Regions from separate parts of the Mus musculus genome. Here region 1 is linked to region 2. Evidence: chromatin contacts called from public promoter capture Hi-C data. All regions are on one chromosome and are shown on one strand. The core of a region is the stretch at or near the end of the contact, and the rest is flanking DNA. Distances in the headings are between cores, read along the strand shown. Region 1 overlaps Tnr (tenascin R). Region 2 overlaps Tnr (tenascin R).

Evidence for each region. Capture Hi-C pulls out chosen DNA fragments and counts their contacts.
Region 1: a promoter capture Hi-C map of pancreatic islet shows a contact between it and region 2. The contact joins two enhancer-like sites. A contact is called at or near these places in 3 of 484 Hi-C or Micro-C datasets (the N1E-115 cell line, immediate neuronal precursor and nephron progenitors) and 1 of 9 other capture datasets (pancreatic islet).

What each region holds. Positions count from the first base shown.
Region 1 is chr1:159,770,193-159,775,495 of GRCm38.p6, reverse strand. The region is part of intron 2 of Tnr (tenascin R); the gene reads right to left. Gm31348 (a long non-coding RNA gene) reads left to right here. Exons shown (of 5, transcript XR_001779507.2): 3 at 270-345; 4 at 815-935; 5 at 1,497-2,107. Among named protein-coding and RNA genes, the nearest start is that of Gm31348, 11 kb to the left of the region's middle. Within about 2 kb of position 1,650, at least 26 of the 459 cell types and tissues checked have an H3K27ac peak or open chromatin away from gene starts, as enhancers often do. A contact at or near this core is called in pancreatic islet, where this site is marked.
Region 2 is chr1:159,551,989-159,556,694 of GRCm38.p6, reverse strand. The region is part of intron 1 of Tnr (tenascin R); the gene reads right to left. Among named protein-coding and RNA genes, the nearest start is that of Tnr, 31 kb to the right of the region's middle. Within about 2 kb of position 3,309, at least 32 of the 459 cell types and tissues checked have an H3K27ac peak or open chromatin away from gene starts, as enhancers often do. A contact at or near this core is called in pancreatic islet, where this site is marked.

The DNA of each region.
Region 1 (5,303 bases), core at 401-2,900, 220 kb before region 2:
CAGTCTGTTGCATTAAGATGCTGTGTAGCTACTCTCATTTCCCGGAGTTATCTGGTGGTCCGATTGTGTAGGTAGTTCTGCAGCTGAGTTGAAGTTGCTCACATACAGCTGTGCACATCTGGCATGCAGATGTGTTTTCTGAAAGCATGGCTTGTTTACCACTTGATTTCTCTGGGGATGAATACAGAACAATTGTCCACTGTGTGAGAGGTGGTTGTCCTTGATGGGGGTGTTAACTTATTTCTAACATTTTTTTTCCTCTGACAAAGGCACTTTGGAAAAGATGATAGAAGATACGCACATAAAGTAAATGAGTGGTCCCAGGATTCCCATCCTCAAAAGCAGGTATGTGGACAGGCATGAGCTGGTTTTCAGACTTGAGAGAGTTTGGAATGTTAGTGATACAAAATCACATTCATGAATATTTATGAGTCAGCTAACTTGATGGATTGGGAATACTTATAAAAAAAAAAAAAACACAGTCAGGCATAGTGACGCAGGCATGTAACCCTGCAGCTCTGGAGGCTGAGGCAGGAGGATCACGAGTTCCAGGCTATCCTTGGTTATACAGCAAGACCCTGTTTCAAAAAAAAAATATCTCCTATGTCAGGAAGTCAGGGACCTTGGGAGTGAGGATGGAACAAGAGATATATTGGAGTGGAGATTTTTATAGTAAAGTGATTGTTATACCAAATTCATCGAACACTTTATGTAATTTTGGAAATTTCCATAATAAAACATTAAAAACAAAATCTGCTCTTACATATGGACCCCCAGAAGCAGGACTGAAATTTAAGTCTCTTGTTAATTCCAGGTACTGAGTGGCACTGAAGTGTGAAGCAAATCCAAGCAGCAAGCAGAACTGGAGTTGGTCAAGCCATCCAGGGGGCAAAGGAGAGGGACAGAAAGAGAAGAGGCATGCCACAGATTGCCTGGTGGGTGCAAACCTTGCCTGTCATAAGGCAGCTGCCTGTTCTTCATGTACCACGAATATTTTCCCCTCTCTTTCTACAGTCCCCCATGAAGTGTGAAGTTATACAGAGACTTGAAATATAGTCAGAAAAGAGGCTTGGAGATGTCGCAGTGCACTGAAGTCATATTGTGTTAGGGAGACAGGGAATGACCTATGGAGTAACTGAATATAGAGGAAAAGGTGAAGGGGTGCAGAATGGTAACAGCAAACATCAAATAAAGGGGACCAAGGCATCTTCAGAGGAAGGGACTTCCTCCTGGCGTGGAGACTTACCTGAGCCACCCACCTGTGGTGCCAGAGGTGAGGGATATGTACTTCAGGTCATTAGAAGAGATCCTGATGCCTCCTGGCATTCTTTGGGTATAGCTGGCTCTGTCCTGTACCCACAAGGGAAGCCATCCACCCATCCTTTAATAGCCTTGATGAAAATAGTAATGTCTCTCTTTCCGGTCAGGGCAGCCCCTTCAAGATCCTTCCCAAACACAGAACATTCTAACCCAACACTCTGGATGATCCCTCCCAGCGCCCGCGGATGTCCAGAGTCAGCTTTTCTCTATTCCTGCGACAGCTGCTCCAGCTCCCAGCAGAGCCAGCGCCTGGGCAACGAGGTGAGAACCTTAGCTGTTTTCCAGAGATTCCGTATGGCAGCATGGCCACAAATAGCTGTGCCAACTTGAGCAAGACGCCCACTCCTCAGCGAGGAGGATCTGTGTGCCTGAGTCAGACATGTCCTGCTCTCTTCCTCCATTTGATGCCAGCCACAGAAATCCTCTCGACTCAGAAGTTACTACGCTCCTTTTCTTAGACGTCTGCCTCCAACCTGCTTTCCATTGGCAGCTGACCTCCACCCACCCCCCCCCCCCCCGCCCCCTGCTTCTGTCTTCTGCCTACTGGTTATGTGTGTGTGTCCCCTTCCCAGCTGTCTGGTCAACTGCTGGCCACAGCCACCCAGACTATCCTGTCTCCCCTGCTCTTTTCTCCAACCTACCCCCTCTCTCCTCTACACAGCTGGGCTCTTGGGGGACATGGCTGTCTGAGCTATAGTTCTGTGGGCACAGGTGGCTCTGGCAGATGTAAGTTCTTTCCATTCATGTGGGTAAACAGTCAACATTATATTAAACTATTCATTACTGAGCTCTCTGTCTGAATGTTAATCTGGGGTAGGAGCTGATTAACAGTCCCCACCCAGCACCGGCCCCTGGGCAGAGCCTGACACCGATGATATAACTCTGTGGTGGCTGAGTGGCCAGGAAAGGTCAGCCCTGAGAGGAAAGCATTGATTTTTGCATTTGCTCTAGGGGTGATACATGGTAGGGCTTTCTGGCCAGAGAAACTGCTGTCTGCTAGGGAGGTCATGTCTTTGGAGGATCCACTACACTGGTCAATGCCTGACTGGTGGGTTTGGACAGACTGTAGAACAAGCAGATACCTGACACCAGGCTCCTGGATGCCTGTTTATCAGTTTCCTTTTTATATGTCTGGCTATGTGCTGAATGCTAAAAAGTCTCCCAGGTCCTCACATACAGACTGTGCTGGTCTATGTTAAGATACACGCCAAGTGTACCACATGCCCTCTGTTCGGACTGTTGAAACCCAAGCATTCTAGTGGAGCCTGGACAAAGCCTAAATGATACCAGAAAGCATAATCTAGACTCTTTCCAAGGAGAGATTGCTGGGAGAATGTTGAACATGCTGTTCTCGATGCCTAAAATATTTCAGCATTAGGAAACATGTGGGTTGACTATGAGGATGTGGCTCTTCCTTAGGATGAGTTCAAATCTCATATTTTAGAGGAGTTAAAAATAAGAGAAATGTGCAAATGTGGTACTCCAGGGAAACATCCTTCATGGTCCTTAGTCTGCTATTAGCTCACATGCTAGCTTTGACATACATGTGTGAAGATTGGGTATTCACTCTCATCACTGCCTCTCCATCCTGGGAGACTTCCAGACCCCTCCAGTGCCTGCAAGGTGAACACACCTCTCCGGGTAAGGATGAAGAGATGAATTTCTCTTCCTTGTCTCAGGACTTCACAGACCAGTGCAGAAGAGAGGCAGATATGTCATGAGTTAGTCAGGGCAAAGAGCTCTGGGAACCCAGAGAAAGAAGGATGGCATCTCACAGAACAGGCAAAGTTGGAAGAGATTTCTAGGTTCCTTAAAGGCAAAGAGTCCTGTGATCGTCATCTCATGGCTGCATGGTGCCTAGCTCCTGGCAAGGGTTCATTGGATGTTTATTGAATGAAAGAATGAAGGTGTCCTTAGGACAAAAGTGATAGATGGTGCGGAGACTTGTATTGGGAACAAACTATCAATGGCTGCTGTGAAGGCAAATGTCCAACAATCACTTTCTCATTGAGATTTCTCAAACTTCCATATCCCCCCACTCTATTCCACATGGGGATACTCAAGCAACCAGACAATCTCTACCGGGTGTCAGCTCATCATCTGCCTCTCTGTCTGGATGATTCAAGAGTTCATTGGAAATAGTCTACCAGTGGACACCCCTTCTCACATTCTGCATGATCATCACAGGGGAGACTAGCTGGACTGCACCTGGAGACAGTGTGGTAATAAATCATGGCATCGTGGGTGATGCAGTGAGCAGGAGCCTACATCAGACATTTTGAACAGACAATAACATCAATCCCCATACTCACAAACTGTACCCATCTTCTTTTTTAACTCATTCAGGGAGAGGAACAGAATGTAGAAGTCTTGCTTCATGTCTAAATAATATATCATGCCACTTTCTTACATCCTGCCACTGTGCTATGTGGAGGCAGAGGAATATACTTTGAGAGAAAGAGAGGCTTAAAGCATCTTGCTGGCTGATGTTAGCATCCTAGCCTTTTCAAGGCATTTTAGAATTGATGTTGGCAATCTGTGTTGTTTTTCTATATAGAGAAGTTCATGTTCTTGTGTTTTCCTGATATTAAAATAGAAAGGCTCATCGCTCTTACTTTCTGAGTGCCTGATTTGCAGACTCTCAAAACTGGTAGCTGTGTTTGCAATTTTAGCACCACAGCATCCATGCTAGTAAGGGCTGTGGGAGCCAGACTCATCTTGCTTGTTTAAGTACCTTCCGCCAGGTATTCCCTCGCTCATCCTTGTTGTCACACCCTGCCAATCTGTGTTGATGTGACACATATGTCTCTCTAATGACCCAGTGGTGCTTGGCACACACATGGCTCCTTCTTCTTTGGAATAAGTAAAATATGAAACACTGGCTGGCACATATTCTTCTTGGTGACTTGGGGCTACCATATGTGGGAGCTTCTTTGGCACTGTGTATGGAAGTCTCTTCTCTTCTGTCCTGCTGGGATCTGGGAATACTTAAAACATTCAGTCTGAGGAAGCTCTCAGCATTGATTGGCTGCCCACTCTATGATAGATCCAGATCAAGCCATGTCTACCTTCAGACTCAGCTGCTCCGTCACCTGTGAAATATTCTGAGGCTTCAATTAACCATCATCTTACGCATGAGAAACTGAGGCAAGGGATATGAATGGGAGATAACCCCATTCTAACCCCAAATCTCCTAGCTATGAATGGGAGATAGAGGGTTTTTAGTCAAGCCTTTAAACATTTTAAATTGCTGTTCATATTACTGTGTTTTAGAAGCCACTCCAAAACATTTATACTTACAGTCCTTATGATAGCCTCTCGAGATCTATCTAACTAGTGCTATCTAATAAGGGGAGGAGGCACAAAGGAGTTAAATAACTTGTCATGATCATCTAGCTGACAAATGGCAAAGGCACAATCCTCTGATACAGTCTTCATATAGCACCTGGACTTCAAGTCACACTTGCACAGGCCAAGAGCTTTGGAGTGGAGACTCTATCCTGAACAAAACTCACCAAGAGGAAACAACACTTAACCACTTACCTTCCCCTGAATTTTTGATTATGATACTAATTGCACAGTTAGGCTTTGTTTCTGTTCTCCTTTAAAGAGTCCTTCAGGGGAAACCCAGTACTTAAAATCTAATTTTCCAGAACACATACTTTATGATTGTCCTTTCCTCTCAGGGCTCAGTCTTAGGGCGCGTGAGCAGCAGTCACGAACTTCCAGAGACCATGTGCTCCGGTATCTGCCCCCATTTCCCCCTCTCTTGCCATCAATTACGGCAAATGTCATTAATTTGAAAGGCAAGGGAGCAGAAAGAATGGATTTTGAATTAACTAGTTCAGATAATCTGATATTTCCACTGAAGCGTGACAGGCTATCCAGTTAGCTAGGGAACAACAATTGTTTCCAATTGCATATCTTCTCAGATAAACCGATATCTGTGTAACAAGGTTTCGCTGTAAAGGGCGATCAAGTTA
Region 2 (4,706 bases), core at 2,060-4,559:
AATTCTTTTTTTCTGTAGAAAGAAATAATTTTGCCAACAGAGGTTGAAATTGAAAGACTTGGCTCTTCAAAGCAGACACATTGCGCAGCTCATTCTCTTAGTATGTAGTTATCGAAGTTTTGCTCGCTCCTTGACCTCTCTTTCTGCTACTAGCCGTTGTGCCATGCCTATGACGTCAGTCTTTTTCTTGCTCATGCCAATTCCTATGACCTCTGTTCAGTCCTCTTGCCATCTTTGCAACCATGGAGACACATGTTGGCTAAGGCTGCGAGATGAGGCTTCAAAGTCATAGCAAGGAGTTTGTGGACCACTGCAAGGACAATGAGAATCTCTGGGTTTTCATGGGGAAAATTGACAATGAAGCACACTTCTCAGATACTTTGATAATGTTAAAAATGGATAGCTCAAGGCTGGGGAGATGCTCCAGTGGAATATAGACCTTGCGGAGAAAACATGAATATCTGCACCTGGATCCATGTACTACAGAACCCATGTAGAGGATAAACACAGTAGCATGCAGCTGTAATCCCAGTAGTGAGGTGGGGCAGAGATGAGAGAAGCCCTAAAAGGTGGAGATCCAGCAACTAACAGGAGACTCTGCCTCAAACATCAAAGAAGGCAGAGACTACCAACATCTGAGGTTGTCTTCTGCCCTCTACACATGCCCACACTCCCATACATTGAATATGCACACCAGCATGTGTGCACACTCATGTGTACACACATGCATAAGGGATTTTAAATGAATAAATTGCATAAGGTTACCGTGAATTGACTGGAGAATTGTAAGAATTTGATGCAGATGACCGTGTAGGAGACTTCTGTAACTGTGTAAAGGAGGATTCCCAGGCCTACCATGAAGGTAGATGAGAGAGAAATAAATGGCTGTTATATGTACATAAAGCACGTGCATAGGGTTTGCTGAGTGAGTGGAGCACGTGGAAGAACAAGGGTGGGGATGAACTGGGCTCCTGAGTTCTACATCTTCATTTCTGTTTGCTGCACTAATTTTCTTAAAGCTTGATTCCTTTCTTTTTTTGCTTCCTCCAAAATCCTTCATTGTCACCCACTTCCTGCCTAATAAAACACAGTCACTCTACCTGGGAGTCAAGCTTCATATAGCCATAGACGTGCCGTGGCTAATGCCATCTATTCTGCTCTCCATTGAAGGTGGCACATGTGACCTTGATTAAGTCACTTAACTTCCTCTTCCATACGTTTATCTCATATACCCTGCAGAGGATTCTGAAAAGACTCAAATATTCAGAATGAGAGAGAGGTGTGGCTCTGCCCTTAGAGATGGATTCCTACTCTTGGGCACTAGATTCCCTCACTCTATGAGCTCTGCTACTCTGATGCCAATAGACAAGTGAACCACTGACTTGAGGAGATACCAAATGGGACAAACTGCAGATCTTAATAAGAGTGTCAGCTGACAGCCATCTAGTTCAGAAAATTGAAGCTTTAGCTCATTTTGAAAGAATATTATGGAAGGAAATTCTACTTGTATCTTTAATTGAGTTATTGTGGTCAATCATACACACACACACACACACACACACACACACACTAGTCTGGCACTATAAGCCAACCTAAAGGAGAAGTGCAACTTACAGTCCTCCTAGAACTAAGATGTTGAAGCAAATGTCCCAGTGCACACAATGAGAGCTCCAGTGGTAGCACACATGGCTAACAAGGAGTATGAATGTCAGAACACTCGCCTGGCAGGAAAGCTGCCATCCACTACATCCTCAGAACAATTCTAGACAGTGGTCAAAGGAACAAAACCAATGTGCTCCTGGGACTAAAGTCAGGAGACAGGCGAAAACATATCCAATACATTGATCATGCACTTTATCAGAATGAGCAAGTGCCACATAGAAAATACAAAGCCAAAGCTGTGTGCCAAGGTAGGCTAGGGATTGCAATTTGATATAAAGTCAATTTTATAAACACTGAGATAAAGACTATAGCTTTATAGTTGTCTCCTCTTATTTGTAGGAGACATGTTTCAAGACCTTCAGTAGATGCCTGAAACCACAGAGACTAGCAAACCCTTGTTTTACTCTTATTCAGACCCAGCTAAAAGGACATTTAATTTGTAAAATAAGCACAGTTAGGTGTTAATAACAATAACTAATACAAAAATGATCAATTACAAAAGCATACTGTCATAAAACTACCAGCACCACTACTTTTATATATTTTTTTATATGGGAGCCATTGGTAAGTAAAGCAAGGGTTTTCTGAGCATTGTGATGCTACGATAGATGATCTGGTTATTGAGGTAGCTTGATGGGAAAGTAGCACATCCATTGTGGACAAAGCTATGATTCACATGACAGGAAAGAATGGAATGGGGCAAGATCGGATCATGCTACTTAGGATGGCATTACTCCTGTTAGTCATTCTGAACCTCAAATGACCGTGAGTAACTGGAATTCTGGAAATGAAACTGGGGATCAGGAAGGGGCTATAACACTACAAAGGTGTTATTTCATCGAACACTTGACTTGGGTGAGGAATGATGCTTTTGCTAGCGTTGGAGAGTGTTTCAGCACTAGGCACAGCCAGGCATAAATCCTAGCTAAACCTGACCAAGAAGCAAGAAGGAAGAGCCTATGTCTACAGTAGGCAGGGAAGACAGTGGGAGCCATGAATGAAGAGTGGCAATGGCAGGGTTGGAGGGCTTAGAATACAGGAGTGATCCCACTTCCGGGGTAAAAGTCAACCTCTGGCTGATGTGAAGACAATAACTCCTGAAGAGGTCAGAGGAGATGCAAAGGTGGGACAAAGGCTGCTGTAGAGACCCTGGCAGGTGACAGTGGATGGGGGCCGAAGGAGCAGCCGGTGCCAGAGGGCCAGCGAGAAGACTTGAGTTCTGGATGACCTTTGCAGATATAAAAAGGAAGATTGGTAGGTAAATTTGATGAGGAATCCATGGACGAATGCGACTATCAGAGTCACCACATAGAAAAGGATCTTTATGCATTCTGTTGGAAAAACTGAGCAGACCTGTTTGGGAGATAGATCGAATATAAAGAGGTCAGTTCTGAGCTTTTTGAATTTATGATGACTATTCACTATGCAAGGGAAAATGCTGAGTGACAGATAATGTGTGTGAATCTGGAGTTCAAGAGAACGTGGAGCTGGAGCTGTAAATGTCAGAATCATAGACTTGCCTCTGTGATAACAGCAAAGTAGCAACTCTCCTGCTTCTTGCCATCAACGCCCTCACCCACTTTTGGCAGGTTTTATGTGCCAGGCCCTGCTCACAGCCACCCTGCAAAGCAGCCACCAGCGGAGGTCCCAGATGAACACTCTTAGGTGAAACAAACAGCCAAGCTTACACAGCTGGAGAGAACCTGCTGCCGCAGCAGTAGGGAGCCACTAAAATTTGAAAACACCGCTGTCAAATGTTTGCTGTAGATAAACTTCACCGAAGCCAGCTCCGCAGCCAGCACAGGAGGACAGTGTGGGGCCGGTGAGATGACCATTGCGGTCAGTCAAGCGTCTCAGCAAGAGGCACAGACTCCTGTGGAATGAGCTCAGACTGTCAGCAGAATCGGGAAGGGGAAACTCAAGACCCAAGAGTTACCAGGTAGTACAAGGCTTGGGGACCATGCAGTTGGGGGACTTGGAATGCCTTTCTGGAAGGGAGCTGACTTAAGGAGCCAGTCGTTGGGTGATACAAAGTGGGAAACTGGAGAAGCAATGAGAGAGAGTATCAAGCAGGAAGCTGGGATAGATAGAGGAAGACCTGTTTTGTGATGTCTGGGAACCTAACTTTGGCTTGCAGGCAAACATGCCCTTAAGACCCTAACCAGTTAAGCCCTGTATATGTGAGAATCAAGGCCTCTTGTCCCTGTAGCTCTGTGAGGACAGGGCCTTGGTCTGCAGTGTGCAAGGCCCTGGCAGCCATTTCTGCACAGCAGCTACTTAACACAATAAACTGCACTCCCCTCTTATCCCTTTTGTGCCATTTACTGTGTATACATGCAATTTTCTTCCTTCCTTCCTTCCTTCCTTCCTTCCTTCCTTTCTTTCTTTCTTTCTTTCTTTCTTTCTTTCTTTCTTTCTTTCTTTCTTTCTTTCTTTTTCTTTTTCTTTCTTTCTTTTTTTTTTTTTTTTCTGATGCAAGCACATTGTACACTTGGGATGAATGCACTAAATAAATCCACTCAGGATTTCTATGGAATTTTCCCCCCAACTTATAACAAGTAACAGCCCACTTACTTCTTCCCACCACCACCCATTGTCTGCGCTGACTGGAATAATGGGTAATTGTGTTTGAACACGCATTACACTAAACCGCTTCCTTTTGCCCAGCTTCAGTCATTATCAAACCCAGATCCTAATCTAACATCCTCATCGTTAGGCAGGCAAACCAGCTGCAGCCCTGAAAACAGGCAGGCTAAGGAAAAAGGCTGAGGAGAAGAACAGAATGCAGGCATTTCTGTCAGAAACAAAAGAATTCCTCTCTGATCAAGTGACCCAGCGTGAGCTAAGAAAGAGCGCCCCGCTCCAAAGCTGACGAAAATAAAATTGCCGGTTAGGCCCTCTTCTCATCAGTTTTTCTTTCACACTTCCCATTAGCTCAGTGAAAGGAAGATGAATTAAGAGTTAAATGCACCAAAATAACTTAAGCAGTCATTACAACTCAAATGTGCCGTTTCCCACAAACTGTCTTCCTGCTTCGCCTATGC